Linked DNA regions of Mus musculus: region 1 is linked to region 2. The links are chromatin contacts, called in public Hi-C maps. All regions are on one chromosome and are shown on one strand. The core of a region is the stretch at or near the end of the contact, and the rest is flanking DNA. Distances in the headings are between cores, read along the strand shown.

Evidence for each region. A called contact is a pair of places that touch in the nucleus more often than the background predicts.
Region 1: a Hi-C map of bone marrow-derived macrophages shows a contact between it and region 2, with 66 read pairs. The contact joins two enhancer-like sites. A contact is called at or near these places in 5 of 15 datasets of contacts at CTCF or cohesin (CD8 T cells, the G1E-ER4 cell line, the NIH/3T3 cell line and 2 more), 69 of 484 Hi-C or Micro-C datasets (the 4T1 cell line, the AML12 cell line, B cells and 38 more), 7 of 115 datasets of contacts at active chromatin or transcription factors (CD8 T cells, the HPC-7 cell line, bone marrow-derived dendritic cells and 2 more) and 4 of 9 other capture datasets (adipose tissue, embryonic stem cells, liver and 1 more).

Annotation. Positions count from the first base shown.
Region 1 is chr5:143,508,008-143,510,936 of GRCm38.p6, forward strand. It overlaps Rac1 (Rac family small GTPase 1), which reads right to left. Exons shown (of 6, transcript NM_009007.2): 4 at 89-151. Among named protein-coding and RNA genes, the nearest start is that of Rac1, 19 kb to the right of the region's middle. Within about 2 kb of position 1,509, at least 68 of the 459 cell types and tissues checked have an H3K27ac peak or open chromatin away from gene starts, as enhancers often do. A contact at or near this core is called in bone marrow-derived macrophages, where this site is marked.
Region 2 is chr5:143,432,482-143,435,511 of GRCm38.p6, forward strand. No RefSeq gene overlaps it. Among named protein-coding and RNA genes, the nearest start is that of Kdelr2, 30 kb to the left of the region's middle. Within about 2 kb of position 1,725, at least 14 of the 459 cell types and tissues checked have an H3K27ac peak or open chromatin away from gene starts, as enhancers often do. A contact at or near this core is called in bone marrow-derived macrophages, where this site is marked.

The DNA.
Region 1 (2,929 bases), core at 259-2,758, 75 kb after region 2:
TCCCAGCAGCCAACGGCATTCATTGAACTGTTTATTATTCTTGCTAGGACTGACAGTATGCAGCAATCTTCCCATAAGTCCCACTTACCTTTGCACGGACATTTTCAAATGATGCAGGACTCACAAGGGAAAAGCAAATTAAGAACACGTCCTACAGAAAGGAAACACAGGCAATGTAGAGGGCAGTCTTGGACTGTGGGAGCACTCTGCCTCACGCCGATAGCTAGCGAAGCACTGTCAGAGAGAGGCACTGCGTGCCTACTGCTACCTGCAACTAGGTCCTCGCTGCTCCCACCTACCTCTCCAGTCGGCCAGAGACTCAAAACCATTACCAGGCCTGCCTTTTGAAAAAGGGGACATGGAAGAAGAAACTGCTGGAAGCTGTTTGATGCTAGGGAGGGATCAAATCACATTCCCAGGAGGCCGCTTGCTAATCACGCCCAACTGGAAACCTAATTATCTGCTATCAACACAAATTCTTCTGAAAACCATGGTCTCTCTGAGGCTCATGAATGCAGAGTCGATTTAAACACATCCTCCAACAAGGCACGCTTTTCATTAAGCTCCCCACATGCACCGTAAGCTCAAGGCTCCTGACATCTCGAGCGTCCATCAGCCAGCTTGTCACTGTCCTTGGCACAAAATGGAGTTCAAGAGTTTGCTCCCCAGCCTTCCAGCCAGGGAGGGGACTCAGTGTGCCATCTCCCAGTAGACAAGCACCAACTACTGCACCATCTTCCCAAGCAGAGTCAAGGGCCTCTGGAAAAGCTGCCCCAGTGTATCTGTGGCCCCAAAGAAAGCAAGGACAAGCAGGGCAAGAATCTTACGTCAGGAGAAACTGCCGGCTCAATAGAAAATATCTGAGGTTTCTTCCTGTTATTACACATAAAGTAAAATTCAGATATTTACCTGTATAAAATTATGCCCAAGAGTTTCTAAAATGTTAGGCTTATCAAGACATAGCCCTAGAAAAGGCAACTATGCTATTTGTGAAATGTATACAGTTCCCAAGCTAGCACCTTCAACTATCCAGCTGGTATCTTGTACCTGAAAAGGAAAGAAATGTCCCACACAACAGCTTTTTATAAACAATGGTTTACTTCAATGCTGGCGCATGCACAAGCCTATCAGAGAATCACCAGGGCCTCCCAAGCATCCAAGTTGATTCCACACCCTCTCAAAGCACAGTTGGGTTAGCTCACCAGCGCTGCGCAGCCCCCACAGCCCACCACACAGAACACCAGAGTCAGAGAAGAGGCCCTGGGAGTGGTTAGTCTGGGTGAGCGAGAAAGCACCCACATGAGCACCAGTGGACCCTCCACACCTGCACCTCCAACCGTCCCAGAGAGGGGCTTCCGGACACCCCTCCTTTCACATGGGAGGACGGGAGCAAGCAGCTCATCGGCCACTTTATAACCCACTGGGAGTGAAGTCACAGGCCAGAGGAAGCTCATTTTATCAAGAGCAGCCTCTCCTGAGTGAGTCGGAGGAAACACTCAGGGAGCTGAGGCTCAGCTCTTCCTGGAGACTCAGTGAGATAAGAGAAGAGACAAAGCTGGAGGCTGAGGTCGACTCAAAGTCTTACATACGGCAATCGGCTTGTCTTTGCCCCTGGAGGGTCTATCTTTACCACATGTGTCTCCAACCTAGTAATGCAGGAGAACTTTGCTTGAGTTCGATATAAACTAAGAAATACAAAATCAATATAACCTGTTAGTTTCCACACACGTTTGTCTCAGCCCTCCTGAGGAATCCAAAGCTGTGCATTCATGTAGGTCACCTTGGAAGCTGAGAGCCACACATCATTACTCCATGCAGCTGGAGCTGAGGAGCTACCCACCCCTGCGGTTCAGTAAGGAAGTCACGGGAAGGCTGGGCCTGCCACCACGTCACTCCCGCACTTGACAGAATGTAACACACTCACAGAGCTCAGCGTTCAGAAAGTGGCCTGTTGCCGGCATGCAGTACTGACAAGGTCTTCAGAGAACTCCACCTTCTCAGAGATAAGCCAAGAGAACCTCAGAGTCGGGGGAGACGCCTGCCTGTAGGCACAGCGAAGCTTTCCAGAACAGAGCCTAAGGGATCCAGGCTGGCGGCCTCCTAGCCCCGCTCTGGGAGGGAAGAGTGGCTTCAGACTGGAGTAAGTTCTTGAAATGAACTAAGGTCCCTTGGGGGGGTTGCTAAGGAACTCTGTAGGTGACAACCTTTTCCATTTTCATCATAATACTTTCCTTTTGTTTCTATACTCAGTAAAAATTGACAATTTCCCAATATGAAACCCCAGAAATTCTAATAAAAAACAAGCGCAGTATGATTTTAATTTTACCTCACTCAAGCTTGTATTTACAATCAAAGAGTAACAATCTCCAGACTCCTGGTTTCATCTGTGGGCTATTTCTAAGGGTGTCCTAAGGGCTTGACACAATAGACCCCACCAACAAAACAAAACCATCAATCCAGTGTTTCATGTTGTGACAGTCTTCAGGATGGCTCCAATATTGCTGGAGCACCCTCCAGCCCCTCCACTCCACTCCACAGTCCTTTAGTACCTTCCCGATGGAGCAGAGATGCACAGCTGGACCACAGCGCCACCCTAACTCACGTGTGCATTATGCCATCAGCCTCCTGCTCTCTTCCCTTTTCACCCCCAACTTTGGCCTAAACACAACTGTATGACATTAGTCGGCATCTGATGCTTTCTCCTAGGGTTAACCCCTTGTTCCTGTACCAGGGCAAAGGGGCTGTGCTGTGTCTCTGCTCCTCCCTGTCCCCTCCCTCTCGGTGGCGACCATCTTTCCTGAGGGCCTGACTACTACTTTCCTAGATCACCAGGACCTTTGTGACGCCAGCCTTTAATGAGAGTCTCCAGTAACTTTAGCTCCCACGTCACCAGCCACGTCCCACGTCAACTCCTCAGCAGTCAAAAGTA
Region 2 (3,030 bases), core at 475-2,974:
GTGGTGTTCTTCCTGGCCGGTCGTGAGAACGCGTCTAATAACATCTATTACCATTAAAAAAAAAAAAAGCCAAGTGGTGGTGGTGCATGCCTTTAATCCAGCATTCCAGAGGCAAAGGTAAGTGAATTAGTTCAGGGCTAGCCTGGTCTATATAGCAAGTTCCAGGACAGCCAGGGCTACATAGAGAAATCCTGTCCCAAAACAAGCAAACAAACAAAAGTCAATATCTGGGTATGGTGACACAGGTGGAGTCCCAGGAACCTGAGGCAGGAGGATCTTGAGAAAGGCCATGTCTCAAAACGTCATCATCATCATTGTCATCATCATCGACGTCATCATCGTCGTCATCGTCATCATCCAGAATTGAACAGGAGCACGGCACAGGCAGGGAAAAAAGGTGGGGACTTGATGAGCAAACCTAGGATAACTTTGTTTTTTGTTGTTTTTCTTAAAGGTCCACTAACATGTGTTCCAGATTCATCCTTACTGTGAGTAAATACCCTAATAAAAGTGATTTAAGAGAGAAATTATTGATTTTATTTTAGTTTTCAGTTCTGGGTAAGATCATTGAATGGAAGTCACAGCAGAAAGGAGCTGGAGACAGCTAGCTGGTCACGTTATATCCACCATCAAGAAGCAACCCCTGTGGGCTGAATACATGGCTCAGTGGTTAAGAACACTGATTGCTCTTCCAGAGGTCATGAGTTCAAATCCCAGCAACCACTTGGTTCCTCACAACCATCTGTAATGAGATCTGTCTTCTGGTGTGTCTGAAGACAGCTACAGTGTACTTATATATAATAAATAAATAAATCTAAGAAAAAGAAAAAAAGAAGCAACCTCTGCCTAGGGAATGGTACTGCCCACAGTTCTTCCCATGTCGAATAGTGCCATCAAGGTATTCATCCACAGACATGGCCACAGGCCAGCCCTCTCTAGACTTCTCTTTGAGACACTTTCCTACAACACCTAGTGGTTCTAGATTTTCTCAAGTTGACGATTAAAATTAAAATCAACTATTTAAAAAATAGTAGCTATTAAAATAGCAATCCATTCATCTTAATTTTTTTTAAATTTAGATTTACTTATTTTATGAATGTTTTGCCTGTGTGTGTGTGTGTGTGTGTATGCGCGCGCGTGCGTGTGCTTGTGCGTGTGTATACTATGTGGGGTGGGTGCAGGTGCCTCGTGCCCATGGAGGCCAGAGGAGGCTATTGAATCCCCGGAGACTGAGTCACAGATAGTGTGAGCCTCCATTTAGGTGTGGGGAATTGAACCCGGGTATTCTGGAAGAACAGCCAGTGTTCTTAACCTCTGGGCAGTATTTCCATCCCTAACTTTTTCTTTTAAAACAAGGTCTCATTATGAAGATGGCCTGAAACTCACTATGTAGATAAGACTTAACTGTTAACTCACAAGAGATCGTCCAGCGTCTGCTCCCAGATTAAAGGTGTGCACCCCCACACCTGACCTACACACCCTCAACCTTTGCCTAACAATGTTATTTCCTTAGATAGGAAATGCCTACAAAGAGTTCTGCTGTGTGTATAGGGCTGAAGAAGATGCATAGAAGCTGCAGAGATGGTTCAGTTGTTCAAAGCATGCAGTCCCCCTGCAGAGACCACAGGTCTGTTCCGTGCACCCTCATCTGGCAGCTTACAACCACCTGGAACCAGCTGTAGAGGATCGGATGCCCTCTCCTTTCCTGGCTTTTGCAGGCATCTGCTCACATGCAGGGACTGTGGAGTTAAGCCTGGTGGTGGGAGAAATGAAAGGACCGCACATACTCCATTCGTCTCCATTTCGGGACCAGGCCTGTCTTCAAAAAGAAAGCCCCAGTCCCAGAAACTAGGCCATAAGTCACCAGATCCAGGAACAGACCATAAAATCCAGGAACAAGGTCATAAAAACCCCCTCCTCTCCCATAGAACACCCTGGAGAGGTCCACAAGAATGGGAAACCTATCTCAGGATGGCCATCTGGGCTCGGCAGCGCCATCTCATCCTGTGGTTAAATGCTCATGACATAGGAATGCAGACCACTAGCCACCTGGTGCAAGCTGATCAGAAGCTGACCCCTGTGACCTCCCCAGAGGTCAACTTGGCATTCGTCCACTAGGTGGAGCCAGACATCCGCTGAACACTCCAGAGGCTAACAGGATTCAAAGGAAAGCACCTGACTGAACTCCTGGCCAAGAACATCTTTAATATCAGGGATGGAGGCTTTAATTTTTCTTAACCCTGATTTTAATAATGGCTCTTAAATGTGTTAATCTCCCTTCTATCCCACCAGAGGTAGTGGGGGAAAAAAGTTTATTAGGATATGGGGACAGCAGACCTGTTTAGAAATGGTTCTATGGAGCAAATCCCATCTGTGTTGTCAGGAACTCGGCAGTTCAGCTCACAGGAGTCATCAGTAGGAGCTTGATCCATCTGCAAACACTTCACAAATATACAAGCAGTCCAGTTCAGTAGTGTAGGAATAGCAAACACAAATCAGCAACAGTGACATGACCTAGCAAAGATAGCCAGACCTCAGCTGCATCAGCACCAGTCAGCAGGAGGGACCAGGACCACCAGGGACGCCAGGAGAAGTTCTCAGCTGTGCCTCTCTCAGCGAAGCAAAGATCAGTGAGGACAAGAGACCAAGAAGCATTGCAAAGCTAGCTATGCAAGCCCTGTCACCACTGTCCATTAAGACTTATGCTCCCTCCAAACATCACAGGTCCTCCACCGTTCTTGCCTCACCACCTGTCTTGCCTAAGCATGTGAGTCTGTCTTAGCAAAACTTCATGTGAGTTTGTATCAGCTGACATCACTCTGCCAACTGGCCCAAGTCCTCCGAAGTGGCAAGAAGCCACAGGAACCTCTCGAGAAGTTTTCTGGTGGGTTTCTCTCCATGGAGTACCAACAAACTGACGTAAAGCAAACAAATACACGTGTGTCATTAGCGAAGAATCCTTCATTATGCGTCCTTTCACCTGTGTCTGCTTCAGCAAGACGTCCCTTCGTGAGTCTGATTAGCGAAACA